Regions from separate parts of the Triticum aestivum genome. Here region 2 is linked to region 1. The links are chromatin contacts, called in public Hi-C maps. All regions are on one chromosome and are shown on one strand. The core of a region is the stretch at or near the end of the contact, and the rest is flanking DNA. Distances in the headings are between cores, read along the strand shown.

What was found. A called contact is a pair of places that touch in the nucleus more often than the background predicts.
Region 2: a contact with region 1 is called in a Hi-C map of leaf, with 6 times the contacts expected there. The contact joins the promoter of LOC123061808 here to the promoter of LOC123061807 in region 1. A contact is called at or near these places in 2 of 5 Hi-C or Micro-C datasets (both in leaf).

What each region holds. Positions count from the first base shown.
Region 1 is chr3A:493,118,898-493,126,084 of IWGSC CS RefSeq v2.1, reverse strand. It overlaps LOC123061807, which reads right to left and starts at 3,741. Exons shown (of 5, transcript XM_044485081.1): 1 at 3,028-3,741; 2 at 1,316-1,553; 3 at 1,140-1,248; 4 at 911-1,032. The coding sequence starts at 3,165. LOC123058485 (a long non-coding RNA gene) reads left to right here and starts at 5,875. Exons shown (of 2, transcript XR_006427217.1): 1 at 5,875-6,309; 2 at 6,402-7,187.
Region 2 is chr3A:493,340,769-493,347,955 of IWGSC CS RefSeq v2.1, reverse strand. It overlaps LOC123061808 (atherin), which reads right to left and starts at 3,743. Exons shown (of 7, transcript XM_044485084.1): 1 at 2,755-3,743; 2 at 881-1,174; 3 at 659-812; 4 at 200-280; 5 at 15-67. The coding sequence starts at 3,610. The coding sequence ends at 730.

The sequences.
Region 1 (7,187 bases), core at 2,492-4,991:
CTATCAAGAAACTAATAAGACTAGTGCGGTCACTACTATCATCTGGAACAACAGTCTTCAAAAGATCCCACTATTTCAACCTATGTTAGGGGTAATAACAGTCCTTTTACATGAAAAGTGCTAGAAATGCACAATTTCATAAAAGCGCATAAGGAGTGAACTTTGAATTAACAATTACACCAGCAAGCAGAATTGCTACCACATCCAAAATGTTTAAGCAAAAACCACCAATACTTAACAAGCCGTAGAGAGAAGCAAGCGCTCCAGCTCCACCTAGTGTTTCTAGGCGTTTTGTAGAGAACAGAGCAAAGTGTATATACTCTTAATTATAAACTGTATATGTTTTAATTTGACAAGGATGAATGTTTCGATCAACGATATATTTACTAAATAGAGTTTCCATACATGTCACTTCTCCTCCTCCTCTATCACTACCCGCTGTTCCTGTTGTCATGCAGGAGACAGTAGCATGCAAGAATCACTGAGTAAGTATTAGAAACATGAATCGGTGACAGAGTAAAGCAGGAAAAAGCAGGAAAAAATAAAAAAACCTTTCAGATTAAGCACTTAAAATCCATGGCCCCACAGCCCTTGGGCGCAGACTAATCCGCTAAGGTAACAGTCAGTCCTATCGTCAGAAACAACACTCTTCAAAAGAAGAGTAAACAGTCGTCGAAACAAGACTCTTCAAAAGAAGAGCTAACCCTCCAGTCACGGATAATCAATCAAGAATGTCTATCTTATGATGGGTTCCCAAATAAAACAGTCACCTAATTAAGCTACTATTATATTATTATTATTATTCTCTAAAAAAGCATCTTACGAACGAACAATAACGCCATCAGATACTGACATAGACCGCAGTGAGTAGCATTGGTGATGGTATATCAACCTGAGAGCATGACAACACCTGGTGGTGATGCGCACGGGTCTTGCCGGGAGTTGAGACGGAGGATGGGTGGTTCGAGGTTGCTGTACGCCTCCCGCAGCTCCGCCCTGTTCTTCTTCACCACCTCCGCGAGAAAAGGGAGGCTGAACAACCCAGATAGATTCAATTTCGCTCGGTTAGTTAGAATCAATTCAATTCCCCAAGATAGACATACGCGCAAGCGAGCGAACAAGAGAGAGGGCGCGCGCACATCTCGGAGGGGGGACCCTTGGTGACCTTGGCGCCGGGGAGAGATCGTTCCTTCAGCTCCGCCCTCATCTCCTTAAGCTGCGCCTGAAGTTCCGCCGACTTGACCGGGTCTGCCGCACAACAACGGAGGCGTCAGATCCACAAGAAACTAGTAAGGACGGACGCAATGATGCTTACCCATGGCGACGGTAGCGGTTGCAGCGTCAGGGGCAAAGCGGAGGCGGCGGCGGAGCGGGGTGGACGTCAATAACGCACGAACTCCAGACCGAACGACTCGTTCGTAGTGGAGGGGGCATTCGTTCGGGAGGAGAGCCCCCCAAGCCCGAACGCCCCTCCCTGTCGACCCTACAGCTGGTAGCGAAAAAAGCCCGACTGTTTCTATGTTGGGCCAGATTAAAGCCCAGATTTTGCAGTGCTACGAAAAAAAAGGCATCAACGTTAAAGCACAAAAAATGCCATGGGTAAAAAGAAATTGTTTCTTTCAACGACCCAAAAGGAAAATAGTCATGGCAATTTTCATCATACAAACAAAACAAAATGCCATGCAAAATTCATAGTAAAAAATGCCATGATATTTTTAATTAAATTGTATGCACAATTTGAACACAAAATTGTGTGTGAGGAATTTGCCATGGTGTGGTAGTATAAATTGCCATGTTAAAAACATACAATTGCCATGACACTAAAGAATAAAATTTCCATCATGAAAATTAAAGAAAAAGAAGGGAATTTGCTATGGCCCATGATTTCAAAACATAAAATTACCATGGATTAAAAACTAAATAAAATTATTGCACTACCTATAATGAAATGTTTACACATGGCAAATTTAGTAAGTTTTTCTTCAAAAATAGATGGCAAACTTAGGAGTTTTTTTCACTAAAACACAAGGCATCTTTTTGAGCAAATGTAACTGGTAAATGGATTTTGTTGAAAAAATATGGCAAAAAAACACTCATGATAAATAAGGAAATCCAGACTACACGACCAAAAAGTTGCCATGCTATATAGTGAATGAAATAAAAATTTGCCATGGGAAAAATGTTTAATTTGCCATGGCAATAAATTTAAATATTTGTCATGGCGACATATGGAAATTTGCCATGTCAAAAATAAAAAGTAAAAACTGTCATGGCAATAAAAGTTAAGAGTTTCCATGGCAAAAAAAGTTAATTTTCCATGGCAATAAAATTTAAATATTTGCCATGGCAGTATAGGTAAATTTTCCATGTAAATTAAGGTAAAATTGTCGTGTCAAAAATAAAAAATAAAAATTGCCATGGCAATAAAAGTTAAGAGTTGCCATGGCAATTAAGGTAAATTTGACATGTCAATTAAGGTAATTTTTCCATATGGCAAAAATAAAAAAGTTAATTTTATTGTGATGATATTTTACTATATACATGAAGACACAAAAAAAATGTGGATTGAAAAATGCCATGGCAAATAAAAAGTAAAATTTGACATGGATGTAAAAGTTATTTGCCATGGCAAGTAAAGAAGTAAATTTGCCATGAGCAAAGAGTAAAAGTAAAAACAGTTGCCATTTATGTAAAAAGTGTAAATTGCCATGTATGTAAATGTTAAGTTGCCACGACAAAACAGAAAAAGGTTAATTTAGCATGGCACTTTAAAAAAGGCAAATTTGCATTGGCAAGAGAAAAGGTAAAATTGCCATGGCAAAAACATGGTAATTTTGCCGTGTTGCAAAAAAGAAATAATTTCGCCATGCCATTGTTACAAAAATTTGACATGGTCACTAGAAAATGCAACATTGTGCTCCATGAGCAGGAAACTGGACAAAAAAAGCACCGTTCTCTGACTAAAAAGAACAACTAGGTATTTTGTGGTATCTAAGTGGAGAACCCAAAACTACGACACATTCCTACCACATAGGCTGGAGCTTCCCGCTTCAGGAGCGCATGCCAGCAACGAAAAAGCAGCAGATGCGTTGTGCTTCTCCATGCGCTTCCGTCGGTGTGTCTCGGTGAGCTGCCATTGGATGCTGTGATCAGCCGACTCACCATGGCCACCGTGCGCCGCGAGCAACAGGCTCAACCCGGTCACCCCGCGGGCGCCAAGTATCGTGCCGCCGCAACCGCGCCTGCGAGCCACTGCTCAGCACCACGCGCCCGCCAGCCCAGGTGCCATTCTCGCCTCCTCCACCGCCATTGTCCTCCCTGGTCACCTGCGGCAAGCCCTCAACACCGCAACCACCGACGGCGGCTGATCTCCTCTGTACGGACAAAGACGTCAAAACGGATCTGGTCGAGAGAGAGAGGGAGAGAGAGAGAACTCGTCGCCGGCCGCGGCGGCGCGGGGAGCAAGCAGCGCACGCGCACAAACGATGCGCGGAGGCCCCCCGAACAGCTCCGCTGGCCGAGCCACGCGCTGACTGCCGCAACATCATCCCGCTGCTCTCCGAGCTCGCCACCGTGGTCCTCGCCATCACGCACCGGCCACCCGTAGCTCGCCGGAGAAATGCGTAGCTGGACTCCATAGACCAACATGGAATTCGCCTCTCTCGGGCGGAGCTCTAGAAGCGAGGGGAGGATAGAGCAGGGGAGAAAGGGGAGAAATGGGGAATGGTGGAGTGGGTGGAGCGTTCGTTGTGGGCGTCGTTATCCCTGAACGCTACCCCTCATCCGACGTGGCACTCTGACATGCTTTAAAATTAGTGCAGAAAAATTGACGATGATTAGAGCGTTCGGGGCGAGAAGCAAAATCACTGGTCGTTCGGGAGTTATCGATTTCGTGTTCGGATCTCCTATAACTTCTCAAAACTTCTGTGAGAGAGGCATCAGACCACCTCGCTTCTGGTCGTTCGGGAGTTAAAAGCGAGGAGGAGAAGCTGGTTATGAGAAGTATTGAGAAGTTGAGAAGTATTGAGAAGTTATAGGAGATCCGAACACGCTCGCTTCTTCTCCTCGCTTCTAACTCCACGCAGCGATTGCAGAAACGTTCGGCTCCATCGGCAGCTTCTCATAGCGTTGCAGCCCAGCTGGCAGGCAACAGGCCTGTCGGGCGCCCCTTTGGGCTGGCTGAAGGCAGCCCAACTCAGTGAACAGGCAGCCCAACTCAGCGAACGAGGATGAGAGGAGAGAAAAACGATTCAATCGAGCGATTCTTTCCTGTACGTGGAGGAGCTCAACTGAAACGTTTTCTTAGGCGGTGGCATATTGGTTGTAATACGGGTGAACTCCAGATTCTTGTTTCGATGGAGCTGGACCGAAGCTGCTCCAGATTTTTGCACTACCAGCGACCACAGCTTCCTGAAGCCAGCTTCTTGATGCTATTTCGTTCGGCTGGACTCCGCTCCAGGAATTTGTGAAGTGTGAAGTGGGAGAAGATCAGAACACGTTGAGGCGCAATGTGGGCTGAATGAGCTCAGCCGGGTTGAAAGTGAAATCCGACAAAGTCCATATTACCATCCTTGACTTCTGTGAGAGTTCAACAAAAAAAATACTTTTGTGAGAGTCAGCATTTCCTCCCTAAACTAGAGAACCGGATGTTTATGCTTCTCAAACTATTGAAACCGGCCGATTCACCTCCCTATGCAATTGTCAAAGCGGTTTTACTGACGTGGCATCGCGTCAACTGGCTTATGTGACGCCACGTCAGCCATGTGGGAGGTAAATTGAACTTTCATAATAGTTCAGGGAGGTCCACTAGACATTATAAAAAATATAGAAATATTTTTTTTAAAAAATCCAAATATGTTTTTTGGTATAAATGTACATTTTAAAATAGCAAATGATATTTAATGTTATAAAAATCATAGAAAGTTTCTTTTAAGTAAAAAATATCATAGTTATTCCTTTCTTCCTTTCATGTTCTTTAGATAATGAAACAATATTCTAGCTTCACGCCTCTTAAAAGAGAGGCATCAGACCACCAAAAAGTAATTCTATTTTCCATGTCCAATCGCGGACAATTCGTCCAGTTGCTTCCCATGGGTTTTCATAATCGATAAGGAAATCGATCGAATCATCTGTTGAACCAAGAAAAAGTATTTCTATTTTCAATGTCTAATAGTGGATCCTGAAATCTCTACAATAAATTAGATAGGTAGCTAAGGTAATCTAGTTCTCTATACATGAGCCTGTTGTCATTCTACTGGAATGATGAATCTATAATACATAAATAATTCATCCCCACTATCCTATTTCTCTATACATGTTGTCTACCCACCTCAGCAGCCTTGCCTCATCATCATTTTTTCTTAATTATTTTGATCGTGCAGCTCGCCATGTCAGCATTAAAAAAAAAGGTATGATTGGACTCTCTGGAAACCGAAGAGGCCTCTTTGGTCCTTCGTAGCCGAAAAGAGTCAGCGTACAAACCAATAAAAAGAAGCCCATCGAACCATCTCTTCACATCTCTTGGCCTTCAGGCTAGCCATAGTGGGGTAACTTAGGTAGTAACTTAACACACCCCAGGATAATTTTGCTTATGTGACAAATATTTAATGAGGAGAGAGGTGCTTGGAATAACATAATATGTTACTGTAACATAGCGCTTCCCGAAGTAAAATGAGTTTATAAGACAATAAATGAAACTATCTATGACACTACTATTAAGATACTTTGCACTATGAAGATAGTAACTTAGACGCTTGGAATAATATAATATATTATTGTAACATAGCGCTTCCCGAAGTAAAATAAATCTATAAAACAATAAATGAAACTATCTATGATACATACTTTGCATTATAAAGATAGTAACTGACTTAACACTAGTCAACTTACTCACCACTATGACCAGCCTGAGAAAGAATTCTCTTCGCATCCCTTCCTTCCCTGTATCATCGCAGCAGCCAGGACGGCGCGACGCCATCAACCACCGGGCGGTGACCCGCAACCTAGAGCAGGTGCAGGATCGCCACCGCCTCCGGCCGACAAGGATTGAGCTCCATGGTTCCAGGCGCACCGGGCAGATCCGCCGCCGAGGGGACGACCTCCACCACTGCCCCGCTACCCTGCATACTCTACGCGCCCAACCCCGGCCACCTCGACGACTCGCCTCCGCATGGACGACCTGCACCACCGTCCTACTACCCCAGAATCGACGCCGCCGCCGCCTTTTGGCGACTTCCCCTACCCAAGTGGCGTCTCCAACATCAGATTGGTGTCTGCTCCTTTGCTCTGAAAACGTGTCATGCTGTCCAGGTAATGTACAGTAGTCCGGGTTCCTCTTGCAGTATTGCTCTTCAATAGCACATGTGTTGTATAGATTACTGATTAATGCACTATTGTTGCAGATCCGTTCTCTTTGTCCTGAAGTTGGCTGGGGACTTTCCACATGGCAAGTTCCATTGGATGTATCAAAGATAAAATGAGTGGATTTGGTATCATACCACTCATGTTTCGGCACTGTACCTACAAACTTTGAGTCTATATTGCCATCTCAAAAATACATGGGTAACATATTAAAGGTGCATTCATGTATTTTTATTTGACACCATGTTGATTATATCATTTTTTGTTTGAAAAGAACTATCCCTGAAGTGATCAGAGCAGTACCGTGTGTGCCACCCAGTCGCCAGGTCAAGCTGCTGCGCTAGATCGTCTTCGTCGTGGATTGTCGTCATGTTCGCAGCCATCGCACCACCTGCCGGATTATTGTGGCAACTCCTGTTAGGCATCCTCTCCTGAATCCTCATAGAACTCACATGTACTCTTGGTTCAGTCTGTTTCTTATGTGAGATCTGAAGTCACAATTTCAGTTAGCTCGGAACTAAAAATTCAGTGATCATGAACAATATATTCAAGTAGAGCAAAAGGTTCTTCTCTATGATTTTCTTGATGATTTCCTAATTAAGTTACCGATGATTATTTCAATCTGTTCTGTCTTGAGCAAGCAAGCCGGTCTGACACTAATGTGCCACTGTACTTGACTGGTTGTCACTGAAGCTTATATATTACTATTTCAGAAATTAGCTGAGCATTAATCGACAATGAAGATGTTTTCCGTACATAACATAGGTCCTTTCTTTTCATCTATCTTTTCATCACGGACTAGGTTTTTCTTATGGGTTAATCTGGAA
Region 2 (7,187 bases), core at 2,494-4,993, 220 kb before region 1:
TTAGATAGATTTACCACGAATATGATAACAAGCCAAATTCAAGCAGTTCCATATAAAAACATGTTGCCTGAAAAAACAGCATTTATGATGTTCAGAAAAATTGAAAATAAGAGAAGGAAGAACTGAAACAAAACCGATATATCAACAGATTTATCACAATCCAAAATGTTCAGCTTCAAGATACATCACTATCTCATACCTTGGCCAAGGATAAGCACGGAATCCTTGGAGATATGTACAATGTCTTGAACCTTTTCACTAGTGAAGATGGCTTCAGTAGCTGCAGGACAACAGAAGTTAATCCCCTGGAAAAGAAGGTTATGATCTACCTGCTGGAAAGCACTATATAGACCACCTAAACCAAATGAACTCACTCCCATTATCTGTGGGAAGATAAGAAAACTGGCCAATATAAAAAGTGAATAATAGGTAATGCTACTCTTCTGAACAATTACTATGTGTTTTTTAAGTACTGTGAATAAACTTCCGAGGTTAAACATGTAAATGATGTAAACCAGTGTTTGAACTAATACTTCAATAGGCGGTACATTTCAGAATTCTAATAAATTGACAATAAATACACACTTTTTAAAGAATCTGACTAAGTTACGAATTAAAAAAATAACGAGAACAAAAGAACCAAGTCAATGCTACAAACCTGAGAGCTTAATGGTTGCTAACTCTCTTTCCTCATCACTAAAATCATCGTCGCTTTTAGGAGACTTGACATCAAATGCCGGCAATGGTGACAATATTTGTATGGAATGTCCACCATCTGAAACCCAAAGAATCTGTGTCTCTGCACAAATGCTCTGAACACATTTATTAATTAAGTAAACCACCACAATGTAAAAAGAACAGAGCCAGTACAAAAACTCACTCGTAGAGCTACTTGGGAAAACAGCAAACAATTGGACTTTCATGGCACAATCCAAAAAACATGTTTTGGCAGCTTCCGGTTCCAATTCAGCATTTCGAAGACTGAAGGCATGTATCACTCCAGCTGAATCAAGTACTAAAAACTTGTCCTTGGAAGAAGGTTGGATTGAAACAGCTTTAACTAATTTTATCAATTTAACACCACCTTGAGAGTTATGATCCTCTTGATTAAATGCCAAAAAGAAAGATGAATAGCTCCCTGAATTCTGTTTTACCCTCAAGGTTGTAAGCTTACCTGAAAGAATAAATTGGAAACATATTAATTGATTTTGCGAAAATACAGCTGCAAGCAGTACAAGTGGAGAATCATAAACCTTGTTTAAGACTCTATGAATACAACTAACTCTAGTAGCAGTACCAATTACGAGTTTTGCTTGTAAGTTAGCGTGTCTGAAAGGAACCAGATATGAATTGCTGTGTAACTATCTGAGAATGCTATATAGTTGACACACGTCCTAGTGATTATTCACATACAGTACATCCTCTGGACAAGGGGTCCTTCGAGAGGCTAGTGGAATCAGAAAACTTATATTTCTTATATTTCTTTACGGAGGGAGTACTTATTAATATATACTACTAGAAATCCTACGCGGTAGATTTGGCTCAAGAAATAAATCAATTTAATCCAGGAGATGTTGGTACTGGTACAGGTCAGGATTGATCGTCATGTCTGCACGGACCTGCCCCCAAGACCCAGTGAAGTACTCACCTTCTATTTATTTGCCATTTACATCAGCACAGTCCTAGTAAATATGGCACGCAACATATGTGAGCACCTAGCAATATCTATGACTATGAACAGAATAAAAGTTTGTCTGGTGCCCATCCACATAACGAATTACCATGCGGTAACGAATGTTGTTTATCTCTACGGAATTTTGAGTTTGAAATGATTATGGCTTAGATGCAAATTAGTCAATTCAAATATGTTTGCTCATAAAAAAATGCCACCAGTTGGGGAAAATGGGGCCGAGATAACATAAGAATAGGCATAACATAGACATGTAAATAGTTTGCTTATAACAGGAAAAATACGCTTCCAGCTTTTGCTCCTTTACTGTCATATATGAAAAAGAAGACCATTAACTGACCCAGCAAACAGAAAGTGAAGTGTGGGACAACTAGAGGGGCACACAATTAAATTAATGGAAATAACCAAATATTCCTTGTTTGCAATGAAAAAGAAATACTCCTACAATATGAATTGATAAGACATTTCATATTTCATCATTTCCACTGGCACATTTACGTTGTCTTGAACATCCGAGGTGAACACTCGGATATGAAGTCACATAGCAAAGACACACCTTTGAGCATGAGACCTAGCTGATAACCTAATTACTTTTTTTTTCAAAACAGGCTTTCGCCCCGCTTTATATATAATAAAGGAAACATCAAACGAAGTACACGGCCGAACGAACGATACAAGATGGTGGGGTAGCCCTCAAACAATGCCGATCCCAAGATAGTCGGATCAAGCAGAAGTACGACTACGCTACCAAAAGAAAGCATTGGGAAAACTGAGTGCAGCGCTACACGGTGCCCTAAACACATAAGCTCCACGACAACGCCCCCCCCCCCCCCCCCCCCCCAGGGAAAACGGCGCAAACCGTCGCCGTTGCCAAGTCCAAAAGGAACAAGGGTCTTCACCCGGAACCCTGGCACGCAGAGGAGCACCACGACAACGTCTTCAGGAAGATAACGGCGCCCGCAATCGTCGGCGACGAAGCGCAAACCTAATTACTTTAGTGCTAGTTCTTTGATTGTCTGGTTATAAAACGGAATCAAAGCTTCACAGAAGCGGGAAATACTCACAGTCGGAAGCAGCACCTCCTTGACCACCTCGGGCGCCACTACCACGCCCAACTGGCACAATCAGTCCATTCAGAATCCCGTTTTTCTTATGCAAGCTCTTCTTTGCTGATGCCGCGGCACCCTCCTTCCTCCCCTCCTTCTCCCTCCCACCCTTCATCAAACTCCTCAGTGGGAACACGCGCACGCCGCCAGCCTCGCCGAGCAGCAGCCTCCCCATGGCGACCTCCATGGCATACACCGGCCGCGTTGGCTCGAGCTGGATGACCGCACACTTGTGCAGCTCAAGCGTCCTCCCGTCCGCGGCCATCCTCGGTGCAAGCACCCAGATCTGCCCGGCGGCGAGGGAGAGAAGCGCCACGGCGTTGACCCCGCCCGCGAGGCGGACGCCGAGGCCGAACGGAAGGCCGTGGAGGGGCAGGCTGGAGGGCGAGACGTGGCGCTTGAAGGAGAGCGGGGCGGGGGCGAAGCGAGCAGAGGCGAGGGAGTAGGCGCGGAGGTGGACCGCGGGGGAGGAGGGGGCCGGGTGCGCGGAGAGGAAGAGGAGGTGGGAGGAGGGGAGCAGGAGCGCGAAGCAGGCGGCGGCGGCGAGCGGGGAGGGCACAGGGGTGGGAGCTGGGGCGGGCGACGCGGCGGAGGCGGGGGCGGGGGCGGGGAGGGAGGCGAAGAGGCGCGCGGAGGCGTCCGGGAAGAGGAGCGCGAAGGCGCGGGACGGGGAGGGGGCCGGCGCGAGGAGGAGCGAGGTGGGAGAGGACGGCGCGGGCGGGAGAGGGAGGCGGTGGGCGCTGAGAGGAGGGGGCGAAGACGGCGGCGGCGGAGGAGGTGGGGGCGGGGGTTGCCGAGGAGGCGGAGGCGGCATGACCACCGCCGGTGTTTGAGGCGGCGGGTGGTGCGGCGACCGGGCGGAACGAACTGGTTCGGGGTCGGTCGGGGCCGGCTTGCTGTGTGTACGTGTAGATCGGGTGTGATGAGTTCCGTGCCGGCTGGTTAAATTTCCTCCTCGATGGCTTAGATAATGTCCTGCCAAATTAAATTTGGGAGCCCGTATCAGATGTAATCGCCTTTCCGTGCCTTCTCACGATGTATATCGGATCAAATAGATAAAACCAAGTCTCTTTGATTTGAGGCGTGCTAGTCAGCTGAACTTTTTAAAAGATTGGCCAAGTCGCGAGCAGTTGGATCTAGCGCATTGAGCGGAATCTTGTTGCATAATTTTTTTTGCAGCATAGATCTAGTTGCACAAAAGTTTTGGTACAGAATTTGCTCTTGTTGTAAAAAAAAAATCCTAACAAAGGTCTTGTTGCAGAATGTTTTTTATGAAATTTTATACATAGTTCTTTTTGTAGAATTTTTTACAATAAAGGTATTATTGCAGAAAAGCACCCAAGAAGAGAACGCCATGAGAGTTGGTTTGGGAGCTCGTTTGTGGAAAGAGAGGGGGGTAAGGAGAGAGGAGGAGGAAAGGAGAAAGGGGTTGGCCTGCATCAACGGCACCTTGCAGCAACGGGCATGAATCTGCCTAGCATGGGTGATGAGTGGTGCCCTGGCCCGCATCAACGGCACCTTGCAGCAATGGCATGGATCTGCCAAGCACGCGGTGGTGAGCGGTGCCCTGACCCGCATCAACGGCACCTTGCAGCAACGGGCATGAATCTGCCAAGCACGCGGTGGCGAGCGGAGCCCTAGCCCGCATCATCAGCGCCTTCCAAACACCATTCATGCATGCACCTTGTAGTAGCCGGCATAGATCTTAGTATTTGGGCTTCATCCAGATCGAAAAAAGTGGGTTGAAAGAACGAGGGTGAAACACTAGAGGAAGGGGACAGAGTTGCCCCGGATATTTCTAGAAACTCGAGGGTGCACTGTACTAGGGCGCACACGGGACATGTGGCAACAAAGGGAGGCGGTCAATGCAAGCGACGTAATCTGTCAGTTGATTTGTAACATTTCCCCTTTAATTTTGAGTTCCTTTTAGATTCTAATGTTTATGAATTCTATTATTTGTTTTTGCGGGGAAGTTTCTATATAGTTGTTTGCTTCAACATGTTTTTTAGCGGGGTTCATTTCAACACGTTGTTGGTTACCGTTCGACATGAGTGGTGAGATGTCTTAAAAGCACGTTGTTGGTTAAGTTTTTTTAACACCATTGTTGGTTAAGTTGACTGTCATGGTTAAGATTGAAAATTTTCTAAAAAAAAAAGAAAGTTAGAATGAAAATGCGGGGGAGTTAGACCCTGAAAATGTGCAAGTGGCCTATCTAAGCTTCATGGAAAGCTTCACATATGGCTAAGAGAGTTAGGCGGTGTAAACTCTTTCCTGATTGTATCAACTGGCATTGTGTGCTTATATATACAATTGCACGAGAGAGGGGGATAGGGAGAGAGTACAACGACACTAGCCGATAATGCCTATCACGCAGGTTGTACATGTGCACATAGTGCATGAGTTGTTCAAAACTTTGGGTTCCCCGACGTTGAGACTGGACTAGAGTTTGAGGAAGACGCCTGTCGGTAAACCTTTGGTCAAAATATCAGTGGACTGCGAGCTTGTGGCACATGAAGAACGCGTATTTCACCAAGCGTGGCATGCTCTCGCACAAAGTGAAGATCGATCTAATATGCCTCATGCGTTGATGTTGCATCAGGTGCTCGGCATGTACATAGAGATGATGTTGTCGCAATAGACTATAGTGGTGCGCGCTAGAGATTGATGGAGTTAGCTGAGAAGCTGGCATAGCCACGTTGACTCTGTGGCATTGGCGACCGCTCGGTACTACGCCTCGACACAAGACCGAGAGTCGGTGTTTTGTCTCTTTAGACATACGTGTGTTGAGGCAGCCGGCCTAGTCGGCATTAGAGTATGCGACGAGCTTAGTGGTGGTGGTGTGATGAATCCAAAGGCCGAGATGCATCGTGCGACATTGATGACCCACAAGTATGTTGGGAAACGTAGTATTTAAAAAAATCCTACGATCACGCAAGGTCTATCTAGGAGAAGCATAGCAACGAGCGGGGAGAGTGTGTCCACGTACCCTCGTAGACCGAAAGTGGAAGCATTTTATCAATGCGGTTGATGTACTCGTACGTCTTCACGATCCGACTAGCACCGAATGTACGGCACCTCCGTGTTCAGCACACGTTCAGCTCGATGACGTCCCTCGTACTCTTGATCCAGTTGAGTCCAAGGGAGAGTTTTGTCATCACGACGGCGTGGCGACGATGATGATGAAGTTACCGGCGCAGGGCTTCGCCTAAGCACTACGACGATATGACCGAGGTGTGTAACTGTGGAGGGGGGCACCGCACACGGCTAAAAGATCAACTTGTGTGTGTTAGTGTGCCCCCCTCCCCACGTATATGAAGGAGGGAGGAGGGGAGGGCCGGCCGACCCCTAGGGCGCGCCCAAGAGGGGAGTCCTACTAGGACTCCAAGTCCTAGTAGGATTCCACCAAAAGGGAGAGAGGGGGAAGGAAGGAGAGGGAGAGGGAGTAGGAAAGGGGGGCGCCGCCCCCCTTCCCTTGTCCAATTTGAACTGCTAGGGGGGGCGCGGCCTGCCCTGGCTGCCCTCCTCTCTCTCCAACAAGGCCCATGGTGGCCCATTAGTTTCCCCGGGGGTTCCGGTAACCCCTCCGGCACTCTGGTTTTACCAGAAAATATCCGGAACACTTCCGGTGTCTGAATAACATGGTCCAATATATCATTCTTTATGTCTCGACCATTTCGAGACTCCTCGTCACGTTTGTGATCTCATCCGGGACTCTGAACAACCTTCGGTCATCAAATCACATAAACTCATAATACAAATCATCATCGAACATTAAGCGTGCGGACCCTACGGGTTCGAGAACTATGTAGACATGACCGAGACACATCTCCGGTCAATAACAAATAGCGGAACCTGGATGCTCATATTGGCTCCTATATATTCTACAAGATCTTTGTCGGTCAAACCGCATAACAACGTACGTTGTTCCCTTTGTCATCGGTATGTTACTTGCCCGAGATTCGATCGTCGATATCATCATACCTAGTTCAATCTCGTTACCGGCAAGTCTCTTTACTCGTTCCGTAATGCATCATCCCGCAACTAACTAATTAGTCACATTTCTTGCAAGGCTTATAGTGATGAGCATTACCGAGAGGGCCCAGAGATACCTCTCTGATACACGGAGTGACAAATCCTAATCTCGATCTATGCCAACTCAACAAATACCATCGAAGAGACCTGTAGAGCATCTTTATAATCACCCAGTTACGTTGTGACGTTTGATATCACACTAAGTGTTCCTCCGGTATTTGGGAGTTGCATAATCTCATAGTCATAGGAACATGTATAAGTCATGAAGAAAGCAATAGCAATAAACTAAACGATCATAGTGCTAAGCTAATGGTGTGATCCCATTCATCAAATGACAACACATGTCTATGGCTAGGAAA